Linked DNA regions of Sus scrofa: region 1 is linked to region 2. Evidence: chromatin contacts called from public HiChIP or PLAC-seq data. All regions are on one chromosome and are shown on one strand. Each heading gives the region's core, a stretch centred on a gene start, on an enhancer-like site or on the middle of the called end of the contact. The rest is flanking DNA. Distances are from core to core; before and after follow the strand shown. Region 1 overlaps TANGO6 (transport and Golgi organization protein 6 homolog). Region 2 overlaps CHTF8 (chromosome transmission fidelity protein 8 homolog).

Region 1 (6,854 bases), core at 2,128-4,627, 160 kb after region 2:
GTAGCCACTGGCTTACGCCATAGCCACAGCAACTCGGGATCCGAGCCTTGTCTGCAACCTACACCACAGCTCAGGGCAACGCCAGATCGTTAACCCACTGAGCAAGGGCAGGGACCGAACCCGCAACCTCATGGTTCCTAGTCAGATCTGTTAACCACTGAGCCACGACGGGAACTCCCACTTTGTTTAATTCTAAGTACATTTTTCAAATAGTTATTTAGTGTCTGACTCCCTCACTGGCTTTAAGCTGTAGAGACCATGTTTGCTCTGCCCACTGCTAAATCCCCAGCACCTTAGTATCTGGCACAAAGTGAGTATGTAATAGTTTTTGAGTGAATAAATTTAAAAATTATAACTTAAGTATGTAAAAGATACATGCACTGGAAACCAAGCTTCAACATGCTACAGGATATGAGTTGAACAATGGATCCTGTGCTAAAATGGATTCAAAATGGGGACTCCTAAGCAAACGGAGGTTATGACAGTTCTTTCCTGACCGCAGCATTGGGGACAAGGACACTACAGTGAGGGCCAGAGACTCAGTATTCACCACGGATGCAAAACACTGTGCCAGGGAGTTTCAAATCAAGCTCATCCCAGGTCAGAAAGGGCCCTGCTGGGAGTTCCTGTTGTGCTCAACAGGTTAAGAACTACTATCCAGGAGGATTCAGGTTTGATCCCTAGCCTCGCCCAGTGGGTTAAGATCTGGCATTGCCACAAGCTGCACTGTAGGTCACCTAGGATGTGGACTCACCTGGGATTTGGCGTTGCCGTGGCTGCTGTGCTGATTTGACCCCAAGCCTGAGAATTCCATATGCCTCAGGCGTGGCCCTAAAAGAGAAAATTAAAACAAACAAACAAACAAAAACGGAGTTCCCATCATTGCTCAGCAGAAACAAATCTGATTAGCATCCATGAAGATGCAGCTTTGATCCCTGGCCTCGCTCAGTGGGTTAAGGATCCGGCATTGCTGTGAGCTGTGGTGTGGGTCACAGATGTGGCTTGGATCCCGCATTGCTGTGGTTCTGGTGTAGGCTGGCAGCTGCAGCTCCAATTAAACCTCTAGCCTGGGAAACTCCATATGCCACGGGTGCAGCCCTAAAAAGCCAAAAAAAAAAAGCCCTGCCCTCCTGATGGCAAAGTCATCAAGGCAACAAGGTGAAAGCGACCTGGTTTCCTTTCCTCCACTTCGGACAGAATTCTTACTAACAACCTGCCCTGTTTGTCCTGGGGCTTCTATGCGCAGTACCCATTCTTATTCCTCACAGGGGGATGGAAGGAAAGCAGGAGGCTTTTCTCTTCTCCCTCCTTTCAAGTTTGGCTCAGGGCTGCGACTCACCTGAACAGCTCCTCCCAGCATGACGGCCACAAGCCCCATGGACATGCTCAGTGTCTGTGATTCCACACTGCTCTCCGCCTGGTGGGCCAAGCTTGCACAGGCTCGCTGCAGGCTGCTGCTACAAAGTCCACAACCTACCACAGAAATAGAATTTAGAATCAGCCAGGAAGAAGGGAAAAGAAATCTCAAAATTCACTTTACATCTTGGGTCTACATACTCATCTCTCCCCTCCTCAACAAACTGTAGCAAGAAGCGTCAGGAACAGGTGCTACTGGGGAGCAGGCGTGGAGCTCAGTGTTTTACAGGCACAAGCTCACTCAGGTTTCACATCAACTCTAGGACGTTGGTACATCTGCCCTCACTTTCAGATGAAGAATCTGAGGCTGAAAGAGGTGATCTGCTCAAGGCCACAGAGTCAATAAATGAGAAAGTCCATTTATACTTTCCCAAATGTTTTAATCACCAATCCACCTTCCTTTACTTTTCATGAATTTTGCCAGGAAATTAAAGTGAAAAATGATTGGTTGGAGTTTCCCAGTGGTGCAGCAGGTAAAGGATCTGGTATTGCCGACGCAACAGCTCTGGTCGTTGCTGTGGCGAGGGTTCAATCTCAGGCCTGGGAGCTCCCGCATGCCTCAGACATGGCCAAAAAAAAGAAATGATGATTTGTTACTTTCTGACCGTCTTAGAGTATCCTAGATCTGCCTCTCCTACGGAGGGTTCCTCCTCAAGGACGCCTTCCCCCCGTTTTGACAGTCTAGTTCTAGAAAGCAGGGAATGCAGCAAGAGGCATTCATTTTATCTGGACTTCAGTGTCCTCAAACAATCTGCACAAATGATCCAGAATCATTTTTTATTTTATTTTATTTTATTATTATTATTATATTTTTTGTCTTTTTGCTATTTCTTGGGCCGTTCCCGCGGCATATGGAGGTTCCCAGGCTAGGGGTCGAATCAGAGCTGTAGCCACCGGCCTACAACAGAGTCACAGCAACGCAAGATCCGAGCCGCGTCTGCAACCTACACCACAGCTCACGACAACACCGGATCGTTAACCCACTGAGCGAGGCCAGGGATCGAACCCGAAACCTCACGGTTCCTAGTCGGATTCGTTTCCGCTGAGCCACGACGGGAAAACACCCCAGAATCATTTTTTAAAGCACTGAATAGTTTTAAAGGATTAAGATTATTCATCTGTAAGATTTTACACAGAATTGGTCTAACAACTAAGCCTTAAATAGGAATTCATTTTGGCCAGCATCATTTCGCCTGCACTTGGATTAATCATCTTAAGCAGAAACACATTTGAATAAAAGACAGCACATGCATATCCATACGGGGGCACCCACACACACTCACACGCATATTTAGGGTTAATGGCTCAAAAGGGAAAAATCATTTTGAAAATGGGATGGCTGCGATAGGTCATAATGAGCCTTTAAATACCATGCAAGCTTGCATGTTTAACTCTCTGGGCAAATCACATGCTATGCTAGAATCTTTATTGCAGGCTTAAAGTCAGGAAAATGGCTTGTTAACACTTGTCTTTTGGAGCAAGGCAGGAAACTAGAAAGGTTATTACAAGTTCCATTACTGTAACAAACAATGCTGGTCATGGCAATTTTCACCACCCTCTCTAGCCAAAGACTTTATTGATACTAGAAGTTAAGGACCCTGGCCTTTCCCAGAGAAACTCCTGCATCTACCATCTTGGGCCACCTATTTGGCCTCCAAAGAATTTTCTAAAGCACTTCTCAATTATAGGAAGCTTCGATTTCAGCACAAATTTATTGTTAAATGGCTATAACAGAATTATCTAGCCTTCAAACTTTTTCTAAATCCCTCTCTACTATTTATTATCTATAGACATACATACATATGTTTGTATGTCTAATTTTTTTATGTTTACTATTGCAAAACAAGTAGTATGATCCTATTTTTAAGAAACATACTTTCGGTTTCTATGTATACTGAAGAAAAAAACCTGGGCGCTGTGACAACTGGCGTGACAGCCAGCTGTTATTGTCATTTATGAAGTACCCTTTCCCCCAATCTTTCTTGTAACAACAAAACCTCTGTAACCATTTGGACAACGGCTCCTCCCCTACTACTCATTTCCTGTGATTTTATGGGGCCGCCAGCCGCAAGGACAGGTATGTGACTGACGCCTGCTCTAGAGCTTACGTATACTGCAAAGAGAATGGGAGGCACTTTGACTTTTTACTTAAAAATTTCTGTAAACTTATAAAATTCTAAAAGCCAAATATTCCTGAAAATTTATAATGAAAAATGGCAGGGCCGTACCCCATCGCCCCGTCTGATTCTGACTCTACAGAGGCAACCAGTTTTAATTATTTACCTTTGTAATTCAGTGATAACATTAAGCATTTACCATTTACCAGGTACTATGCTGAACATATTACAGGTAATTAACTCACTTAATCATCACAGTAATCCTATGGGGATGTGAAACTTGCTGCCAACATTCTGGCAGCTGAGTGCAAGGGGGTTGAGGCCTCACTCTTGAGTCTGCAGATGTCAACTTAACCCTCCAGCTTTGCAGGGTGCTACTGCCACCCAAGTTCTGAGTCTATGGGTTCAACCTCTCTCACGAATAAACCTCCAGGGTTCTGCTGGGGCGGTGAGGTATGTATGAAGTTAAGGAAGGAACTAAAAAGTCTACTGACTCTTGCGGAGCCTTTCAACCCGGTTTGAACTTTAAATTCAGCTCCATCTTTAGAGCTTATCTGGAGCCTCCAGTCCTTCCAGCGTTCTGCAGTGAGAAGTGGCTTGCTTTTTTTTTTTTTTCAAAAAAAAAAAAAAATGTTAACAGCCTTATGGAGGCACAGCACTTTGCTTCTTGACGTCTCCCATGCATGCACTTAGCTTTCCATTTTCTGAAGTTGCTGAATCAGCTATTATTTTCCAATTCCCGAATGCTGTTATTCTCTTTTATCTACTGTCTCTCCTCTCCTGCTCTGTCGGTCCCTGTGGTTTCCAGAGGGAGCAGATAAACACGTTTGTTCAGTATACCATCTTTAATCAGAAGTCTCTACCTTTTAAAATGTGCACATCTATGTTGCTTAGATAGAACGAGCATGTGTTAGTTCTGTGAAAAACTTAGCATATGAAAAAGACCGCAGCATGTAGAACCACTTCTCCTCCGCTAATTACAGTGATCCAGTTACAGAAAGGTGCAGAGGGTGGTAGTTTCCTGAAAGGACAGGAAAAGGGGAATCGTGTGCATTCTACTCCATTTACACTGGCTCCCTGGCTGATCCCTCCACACTCGGGGCATGCTCCCCCTTATCCAGAACACGCTTCCCCTAGGTATCTCAGCAGCTGCCCCTTTCCGCACTTCGGCTCTTTGTTCAAAAGTCGCTTTCTCAGCGAGCTTGCCCACGACACCGATTTGCCGCACTCCCTCTCTCTTCCCTTCCCTGGTTTGAGTTTTCTCCCTGGTGCTTGGCGCCGCCTAAACACACTGTGTGCTTTGCTTACTTGTTTACTGTCTCTCACTCCCCCATGCGAATGGAAGCTCCAAAGAGCACAGAGACGTTTTGTTCCCCACTGCATCTCTGACACCCAGCAGAGTATGTGGCACATAGGAGGCTCCCAATACTTGTTTGCGGAATGAAAGAACTTGGGAGCGGGCAGGGGGCTCTATATCTATATGGACTGTTGCACGCCTCGCTCCTCTCAGCATCATCTCACATACGAATAACATGGCATTGGCCAACACACTTTACTGAATTTTTAATCTTTCGTCCACGAAAACATCAATATGCATCTCCAACAAAGTTTTTTTTAACATACCTACCACGCTACGATTACGCTCAATAAAAATTCCTTACATCTTCTAATACCTAGTCCATGACTATCGCAAAAAGGTCTTCATACAATTGGTTTGTTTGAATCAACATCCACACATTTCATTTCTATATGACTCAGGTCCCTTTTTTTTTTGTTTGGTTTTTGGCCACACCTGCTGCACGCAAAAGTTCCCGGCCAGGGGTCAAACCCGTGCCACAGCAGTGACCCAAGCTGCTACAGTGACAATGCCTGACCCTTTAACCCACTGAGCCACAGCAGTACTCCCTCAAGTCCCTTTTAAGCTACAACAGCTCTGCTCCTCTTTAATGCCATTTATTTAATGAAGAAACTGGGTCATTTGTACTATGGAATTTCCCACATTAGGGATTTGGCTGATTATTTCCTCACAGCACTTAATTTGCTCCTCTATCCTGAGTTTTCTTGATTAGATTCAGGTGCATATTTGGGGGGTTTGTTTTGTATTGTTTTGGGGGTTGGGGTAAGAGCCCTTCCCAGGTGGTGTGGCAACTTCCCACTGCATGAAGAGGCACATAATACTGTCTGCTTGTCCTCTTACGATGATGTTAAGCTAAATCAGTCTAGGCTGAAATATTTAGCGGGACATAAACTGATACTTGCATTAACCCTGAAATCCACCAAAAATAAAATGCGTAGACAGATGGAGACATAGATAAACATGTGATAAAGCAAGTATAATGAAATGTTGGAGTTCCCATTGTGGCTCAGTGGTTAATGAATCCGACTAGGAACCATGAGGTTTCGGGTTCAATCCCTGGGCTTGCTCAGTGGGTTAAGGATCTGGCGTTGCTGTGAGCTGTGGTGTAGGTTGCAGACGCAGCTTGGATCCCACACTGCTGTGGCTCTGGCGTAGGCTGGTGGCTACAGCTCCGATATGACCCCTAGCCTGGGAACCTCCATATGCTGAGGGAGCAGCCCAAGAAATGGCAAAAAGAAAAAAAAAAAAAAAAAAAGAAAAGAAACAGAAAAGAAATGCTAATGGCAGAACTGCGGTAGTGGGTATAGAGGTACTCAGTATAAATTTTTTTTTTTTTTTTTTGGCTTTTTAGGGCCATACCTGTGACATATAGAAATTCCTGGGCTAGGTGTTGAATCAAAGCTGCAGCTGCCGGCTTACACCACAGCCATAGCAATGCCAGATCTGAGCCACGTCTGCAACCTACACCTCAGCTCACAGCAATGCCAGATCCTTAGCCCACTGAGTGGGGCCAAGGATTGAACCTTCATGGATACTAGTCGGGTTCCTTACCACTGAGCCACAATGGGAAATCCTAAAATTCTTTCAAATTTGAAATTTTTCATAGGAAAATTCTGGGAGAAGAAAGGATCAGTTAGTTTGGGTGTATTTGGCCTAAGAGAAGCATCCCAAATGGTTTCAGCAGACATTTATGATTGTTATCTAGATCCATTATTCTATTAGGGGATGGCAAAATATAATTTTCTAGTTTTCTTTTTGAATTTTTCAGGCACAGTTCTTATATAAAGAAAAATGTCTTTGGTGACTATTAAGTTGAAATACAGTTCCTATAGGAAGGACAAGACGAATGTTTTATTCTTTCCCTTCATTTTACCAACTTACAAAATAGCGACCTGATGCCCAAGCAACCTCCAAAGATGTCCTACAAGAGATCTTTGGGGAGGGAACTTGATGTGTTTCAATCC
Region 2 (6,911 bases), core at 3,359-5,858:
TTTCTGTTTCCTTATCTGAGTCATAGTTCTCTGCCTTTTCAATTTGTATAGATTTTTTATTTGATCTCCTTTTTGCAGGCAATAGGGTTGTGGCCTTTCTTGTTTCTGATGTCTGCCCCCTTGTGGCTGAAGTTGGATTGGGGGCTTGCTACAGACTTCCTAATGGGAGGGACTGGTTCCTGCCCATTGGTAGATGGAGCTGATTCTTATCCCTCTGGTAGGTGGGGCTTTGTTTCTGGGTGAGATTAGAGGCAGCTGTGTGCCTGGGGGTCTTTAGGCAGCCTGTTTGCTGATGGGTGGGGCTGTTTCCACCTGGATTGTTGTTTGGCCTGGGGCTTCTCAGCCCTGATGGATGGGGCCATATTTTTCCGAAGTAGCCACTTCTAGAGGAGTTCACACTGATGATCATTGTCGAGACCTTTGCCTCCAGCGTCCTTTCACAACGAGCCACAGTTACCCCGTTTTCCCAGGAGATCCTCCAAGAACCACAGACAGGTCTGACACAGATTCCTCTGGAGTCTCTGCTTTGCCCTGGGACCCAGTGCATATGAAAGCCTGTGTACGCTTTTTCAAGAGTGGAGCCCCTTTGCACAAGCCCTGCTGGCCCTCAAGGTCGAATGTTTCGGGGGTTCCTCCTCCCAGTGCCCTATCCCCAGGCATGGGACCCTGACCTGGGGCTCAGAACTTTCACTCCTATTGGTGAACCTCTGTGATACAGTTACTTTCCAGCCTTGTGGGCTGCCCACCCAGGAGGTATGGGGTTGCTTATATTGCTTAATTGCCCCTCCTAAAGTCTCCATCTGGCTTCCACTTTGTTTTCTGGAGTAGGGTATCTTTGTTGATAGTTTCTGGTGTATTTTGTTGAAGGTTGTTCAGCAATTGGTTGTAATTTTCTTGCTTTTATGAGAGAAGGTGAGCTCCAGTCCTTTTCCTCTGCCATTGTAATAATGCATGTATCTTTTTGAATTACAGTTTTGTCTGGATTTTTTCCCAGGAGTGGGGTTGCTGGATTCTGTGGTAATTCTGTTTTTAGTTTTCTGAGGCAATCTCGGTACTGTTTTCCATAGTGGTTGCACCAATTTAGATTCCCACTAATAGTGTAGCAGGGTTTTCTTTCTCCACCCGCTGCCCACCATTTGTTATTTGTAGACTTTAACCGTGGCCTTTCTGACCTGAGATGGTACCTCATTGTAGTTTTGATTTGCATTTCTCTAATTATTAATGGTGTTAAACATCTTTTCATGTACCTACTGTAGGCCTTATGTTTTCAAATTGGTAGTCTTTCTCCTTCAAGAAAACTTAGAAGAATTTTAAAGTGCTTTTGGTTGTTCTGTTGATGGTGGTGCCTTCTTATCTGTCAGAAGACCTTTGCTCCCCTTAGCCAGTATATTTATTACCTCTTGTCAAGTGGTATCACAGCTGTTACTGTTGCAGAAGTTCTGGCTTATTTGGAGATGTCTTCTTAATTCAGCTCTTCCTAAATGCATGTATGCATGCACGCATGCTTGCCTGATGCCTCTGTGCCTTTTTATTCTCAGTTGGTTTTCTCCTTTCAGAAGGTATTTAATAGGAGTGTAGCTAAAGTTGGATGGCCTAGGTTCTTATGCTGGCTCTACCCCCTACTAGAAGTATGTGTAGCACACACAATCAAGTATATCCCTCTGTAACCTTATCAGGATCCTGTCTCACAGTGGTTAATGATATACCACCTGTATAGATGAATAGCATCTGATTCATAGTGAAAATTGAGTAAATTAGTTGCTGGAGTCCAGTGAATTAACTAACCTCTTGTGTGTTTGGTACTCAAGGGTAAGAGACTCTGCTGTCTTTTTTTTTTTTTTTTGGTCTTTTTGCGTTTTCCAGGGCTGCTCCCGCGGCATATGGAGGTTCCCAGGCTAGGGGTTGAATCAGAGCTGTAGCCGCTGGCCTACGCCAGAACCACAGCAATGTGGGATCTGATCAGTGTCTGCAACCTACACCACAGCTCCCGGCAACGCCGGATCCTTAACCCACTGAGTGATTGAACCCGCAACCTCATGGGTCCTAGTCGAATTTGTTAACCACTGCGCCACGACGGGAACTCCGGGTTCTGCTGTCTTATAGTGCTTCTGGCAATACTCCTTTCGCTGGAGATCCAAAACGAAGATTATCGTAGCAGTAAAGAAACCTGTTTAACTTTAATCAGGTGTTTGTTAATTGAGAGTTCAATTACAATATGTTAACTCACTGTTCTACAGCTCATAAACATTGATCTAATAACTGCACCATCTATTCATTTGGAAAGCTGTGCAAAAGCTGTAGTTTAAATCTCCTATCCCTTCAATCTTCCCATTAATCTATCCTAAATTAGGAAGAGAAGTACAAGTTGTTTCAGGCAAAAATGTCTCATTTTAACTCCTTCTTGTAGTGTACTGCAAACTTGCCACCAGGTGGTGCTATTGTAAAAGATAAAGCAGATTGTGTGTCAGGGTATCTTAGTGTCCAAAGATGGGTGAAGTGTTTCCTGAGAGTCATGTCAGAAAGTTAGCTTACCATTCACTAAAGTTGTCTAAAAGGATCTTTTCAGGTCTCTTGTCTTTTAGAGATCCTTTGCACATTGAAGTACAAGATAACCAAAGTGGTAGACGTGAAGTGTATATCACCACCAAAGGAAAAAGTAAAATCTAAGAGAATACTTTGGGTTTTTTGTTTTTTTTAAGTACGCAGAATGAAAAATACATAGAAAGTAAAATTAGCATATTGGCTGTGCAGTGTGTGTCCTGGGTTCAAATCCTGGCTTGTTGTCTAGTAGCTGTGTAACTTTAACTTTCCACCCTGTGGTTGACCTTTGGTAATCTGAGACAGTGTTATGTGCATAATGTCAGTTTTTAAAAGTACATGTTAGTGGACTTGTTAGACGAGTGAAATAAAATGTGTCTAAAGCATTTAGAAAAGTACCTAGTACACAGTAAGTGACAAATATTAGCTATTGTTATCATTATAATAACAATATTACCTATTTTTACTGTTATTTAAAAACATTTTTTTCCTCCACAGCTTCTTTTCAGTTGCTTTTTAAAGATCGAAAGCTCATGGTGCAGATTGTTATTTCCAGGTAAGTACATGTTGAGACTTTTTTATTTAGCTTGAATAATTAGAGCTGTATAGGTTTGAAATTTCCCTGGAGGAACTGGGGTCATCAGGTGCATCTTGCACACCAGTGTCTAGTTCAGTGCCTAGCACTGCCCCCTTTACCAGGAACTTGTGCTCAACGAAGAATTCCCTTGGGCCTTGAATGGTGGTGTAGGACACTATTATTCATCCTTCACCCCTCAAAAATATTGTAACCGCCAGCCCTTTGCTTGCAGTGCTGGGGCTGGAGGCCTGGCAGAATGGGTGCTGATGGAGCTACAGGGGGAGATCGAGGCTCGCTACAGCACTGGATTAGCTGGAAACCTCCTGGGAGACCTACATTACACCACTGAGGTGAGGGGACTTTTCTTTCCCTGCCTAATGCCTCAGGAAAGCAAGCTACACCAAGGTGGTGCTCCCAGGACCCAGAGTGAGGACTGCCCTCAGGTTTGTTGTTCAGGGGCTAGCTCAGCTCCCTGCTTGTTCTCCCCCCACATCCGCAATAGCAGGGAGATTTAACTTGGGGATTCTGGAAAGGTCACAGTCTTAAAAGTAGAAATTCTCTTATCTGGGCTAGAAAGAGTGAAAAAGATATGAGGGTGGATTGTCCAGTGTGTGGCTTCTCAGCAATGGTAGAGGGAGTGGAGGTGCCAGCATTGCCTCCCAAGAGCATCTCTAGAAGGCACCTGAATGTTATGACCTTGCCCTGAACCTCAGGCATCTCATTCTTGTTCTGCCAAAGGGAATCCCTGTGCTGATCGTGGGGCATCATATCCTGTATGGGAAAATCATCCACCTGGAGAAACCATTTGCAGTCCTTGTTAAACATACTCCTGGGGAGCAGGATTGTGATGAGCTTGGCTGTGAGAGTGGCACTCGGTACCTGGTGACAGCACTCATCAAAAACAAGATCCTTTTCAAAACCCGCCCCAAGCCCATTATCACCAACGTCCCCAAGAAAGTATGAAAGAGCCCCGGATTTTCCCTAGAGAGCGGCCAACTCCTTGGACTCGTGCTCCGCTGCCACCTCGAGGACGGCTCGACAGTTCCCTGGGACCACAAGGGGGTCCTGTTTTAAACACAGGCCACCCACTGGGTATGAACTCTGATTCTTTCCTTATGGCAACTGGTTCTCTTGGTGGAAATTTGGCTCCATTTCCGAGGAACCCGTCTTCTTTTCCAACTTCTTCAGGCTCATTGGCTTCAAATCCAGCACCTTTCCCTGCTGGTACTCGTGACCCAAGCATGGCTTCTTTTCCAAGAGGAATGAATCCCACTGGCACAGGTGCAGTTTCTTTCCCACGGCCTGGTGGCCTCTTGGGTCCAGGCCCAGGGTCAGCTCTAAATCCTAGAGCAGGGTCTCTTCCAGGCCCAGGGCCTCTGTCTAACCCAAGGTTAGGGGGTCTTCCAGGGCCAGGTCCTATGTCCAATCCAAGGGCAGGTGGTCTTCTGGGAACAGGTCCTGACCCTAGAAGTGGTGGCCCTATGGGCCCTGGATCTGGACCCAACATGAGAGCAAGTGTCCTGTTGACTTCTGGGAATGGTCCTCCCAATCCTAGGCCCATTGGCTTGGGCCCTGGACCAGGTCCCAATCTGAGATCAGGTTTCGTAGGTACAAATCCTGCCCCAAGGTCAGGAATGTTTCCAGGCCCCAGCCTTGGGCCCAACCCAAGGGCAAGTGGCCTGGGCCCAGGCCTTGGGCCTAACCCAAGAGCAAGTGGCCTAGGCCCTGGCCCTAATCTGGACACCAGAGCAGGTGGGCTCTTGGGCACAGGATCTGGTCTTAACTTAAGAATGGCTGGACCTCAAGGCCTAGATCTTGCTCCCATTCTAAGAGCAGCAGGTCTTTTAGGAGCAAATTCAGCTTCTTTCTCACAGGCCTCTGGAAACATGGGCACAAGCCCATCTTCCATGGCCAGAATACCTGGCCCCATAGGCCCAAACTCGGGTCCTGGCTCTCGGGGAATTGGCCTTCCAGGGCCAAATCCATCTCCCATGTCAAGGGGCCCTGGCCCCATCGGCCCTAATTCAACGCATTTTTCAAGGCCAGCAGGCCCCATGGGAGTAAATGCTAATCCTTTTCCAAGGGGGACAGGTTCAGGGGGACTGAACCCAGCTACCTTCTCTCAGTCTTCTAACACATTGGCTTCCAACCCAGCTAATTTCCAGAGGTCTGCTGGTCTGCAGGGCTCAAATCCAGCAATTTTCCCAAGAGCCTCTGGACCGCTAGGGCCCAACCCAGCTAATTTCCCGAGGGCCACTGGTTTACAGGGTCCAAGTCCAGCTACCTTCCCAAGGTCTACTGGCCCATTAGGCCCTGGTCAGGTTACTTTCCCCAGGTCAGCTCCTGGGCCACTAGGCTCTTCTCCAGCAGGCCCTGTGGGTATCAACCCAGCTCCTTTTGCAAGGCCGACTGGGACCCTGGGTCTAAACCCGGCTTCCTTTCCAAGGATGAATGGCCCTGTAAGCAAGACTTTGGTCCCATTTCCTAGAGTGGGGAGCCTGCCTGGCACAAACCCAGCTGCTTTCCCGAGACCTGGAGGTCCAATGGCTGCATGTACCCAAATGGAATGTTACCCCCTTAAATACCATTTTCTCTCCAGGACCACCTTGGTTTCCAGGCACCGTGGTTCTGGGCAGGGCTGTGTTTTAAGTGAAAGGGTAGATAGGGAGCTACAGTCTGAAGTACATAGCTGGGGCTCAAGTTCAAATGACCCGCCCCCCCGACCCCCCAATGCTTCTTTCATGACTGAAGGTGAAATGTTTGTTACCTATGGGACATGGACTTTGGCAGATGGGAGTGATCCTGCCTTGAAAGAGAATCTCCAGCCTTCCAGAGCCTGCTGTGCTTTTATCCCACAGCTTTCTGCCCATTGTTTCTTACTAGTTTCTTGAATTGTTCTTGTGGACTCTTCCTCAGGGATACATTGGCCTGCAGGTCCCAATTCATATGTAGTCCCCTGCTCACCACTGGAGAATCAGCCCACTGCTTTCTAGAAATGTTGCGTTGGTGAACGGACCATGCTTCAGTAGCGCCGACTGGTCATCATCTACTGCCATACCTTCCCCTGGGGGCTTGAACACAGAACAGGGAGGTGGGTAAACTACTTCCGAGACCCACCAAATACAGTTTTTGCTTGACTGACTGGGACTACAGCTTCCTTCTCCTGGGACTAAGAGGAGGCCAGAGTCAAGGCCCCACTGATCATCCAATTCCTTCTCCACTGGTACTCCCAAATCGAAGAACCTCAAAAATTTAAACTGAAGTGGATGGGACTGGGGAATGGGGTAGGGGGGGTGGGGGAAGGAAGGGGAGAAATCACTGTGCTTTGTTCAGCCTGATGTGAAAGGATGGTTGGTGTTTTTCCTGCATTGTATCTTTTCTTACTGTTTCTTTAATAAATGGGATGAGGGGGCTGTTCAGTTCACTCCCTTTTTATTACTGTTCCACAGGGAAGGAAGTTTACCCACTGTTTTTTCATTGTTTCAGCTTGGCCACAATCCTACCTGACAGATAAAAATCTTTCACTCAAGGAGGAAGCAACCTTTGATTTTGAGCCTTAGCTGCTTAGTTTGGGTTCACTTACCTGGCAGTAATTTCACCAAAGAGTCTGTTCACCCTCCACAATAAAAATAAGCACCACTCTGGAGTTCCTGTCGTGGCACAGCAGAAATGAATCCGACTAGGAACCATGAGGTTGCAGGTTTAATCCTGGGCCTCGCTCAGTGGGTTAGGATCCGGTGTTGCCATGAGCTGTGGTGTAGGTCGCAGGTGTGGCTCAGATCTCGTGTGGCTCTGA

Evidence for each region. HiChIP or PLAC-seq counts read pairs in DNA pulled down with a chosen protein or histone mark.
Region 1: a contact with region 2 is called in an H3K27ac HiChIP or PLAC-seq map of skeletal muscle, with 4 times the contacts expected there. The contact joins two enhancer-like sites. A contact is called at or near these places in 2 of 47 Hi-C or Micro-C datasets (embryonic fibroblasts and subcutaneous adipose tissue) and 1 of 2 datasets of contacts at active chromatin or transcription factors (skeletal muscle).

What each region holds. Positions count from the first base shown.
Region 1 is chr6:17,994,349-18,001,202 of Sscrofa11.1, forward strand. It overlaps TANGO6 (transport and Golgi organization protein 6 homolog), which reads right to left. Exons shown (of 19, transcript XM_021093875.1): 12 at 1,455-1,473; 13 at 1,340-1,452. Among named protein-coding and RNA genes, the nearest start is that of TANGO6, 74 kb to the right of the region's middle. Within about 2 kb of position 3,378, at least 8 of the 83 cell types and tissues checked have an H3K27ac peak or open chromatin away from gene starts, as enhancers often do. A contact at or near this core is called in skeletal muscle, where this site is marked.
Region 2 is chr6:17,837,788-17,844,698 of Sscrofa11.1, forward strand. It overlaps CHTF8 (chromosome transmission fidelity protein 8 homolog), which reads left to right. Exons shown (of 4, transcript XM_021093878.1): 2 at 3,037-3,094; 3 at 3,348-3,465; 4 at 3,854-6,568. The coding sequence starts at 3,072. The coding sequence ends at 4,078. Among named protein-coding and RNA genes, the nearest start is that of HAS3, 12 kb to the right of the region's middle. Within about 2 kb of position 4,609, at least 6 of the 83 cell types and tissues checked have an H3K27ac peak or open chromatin away from gene starts, as enhancers often do. A contact at or near this core is called in skeletal muscle, where this site is marked.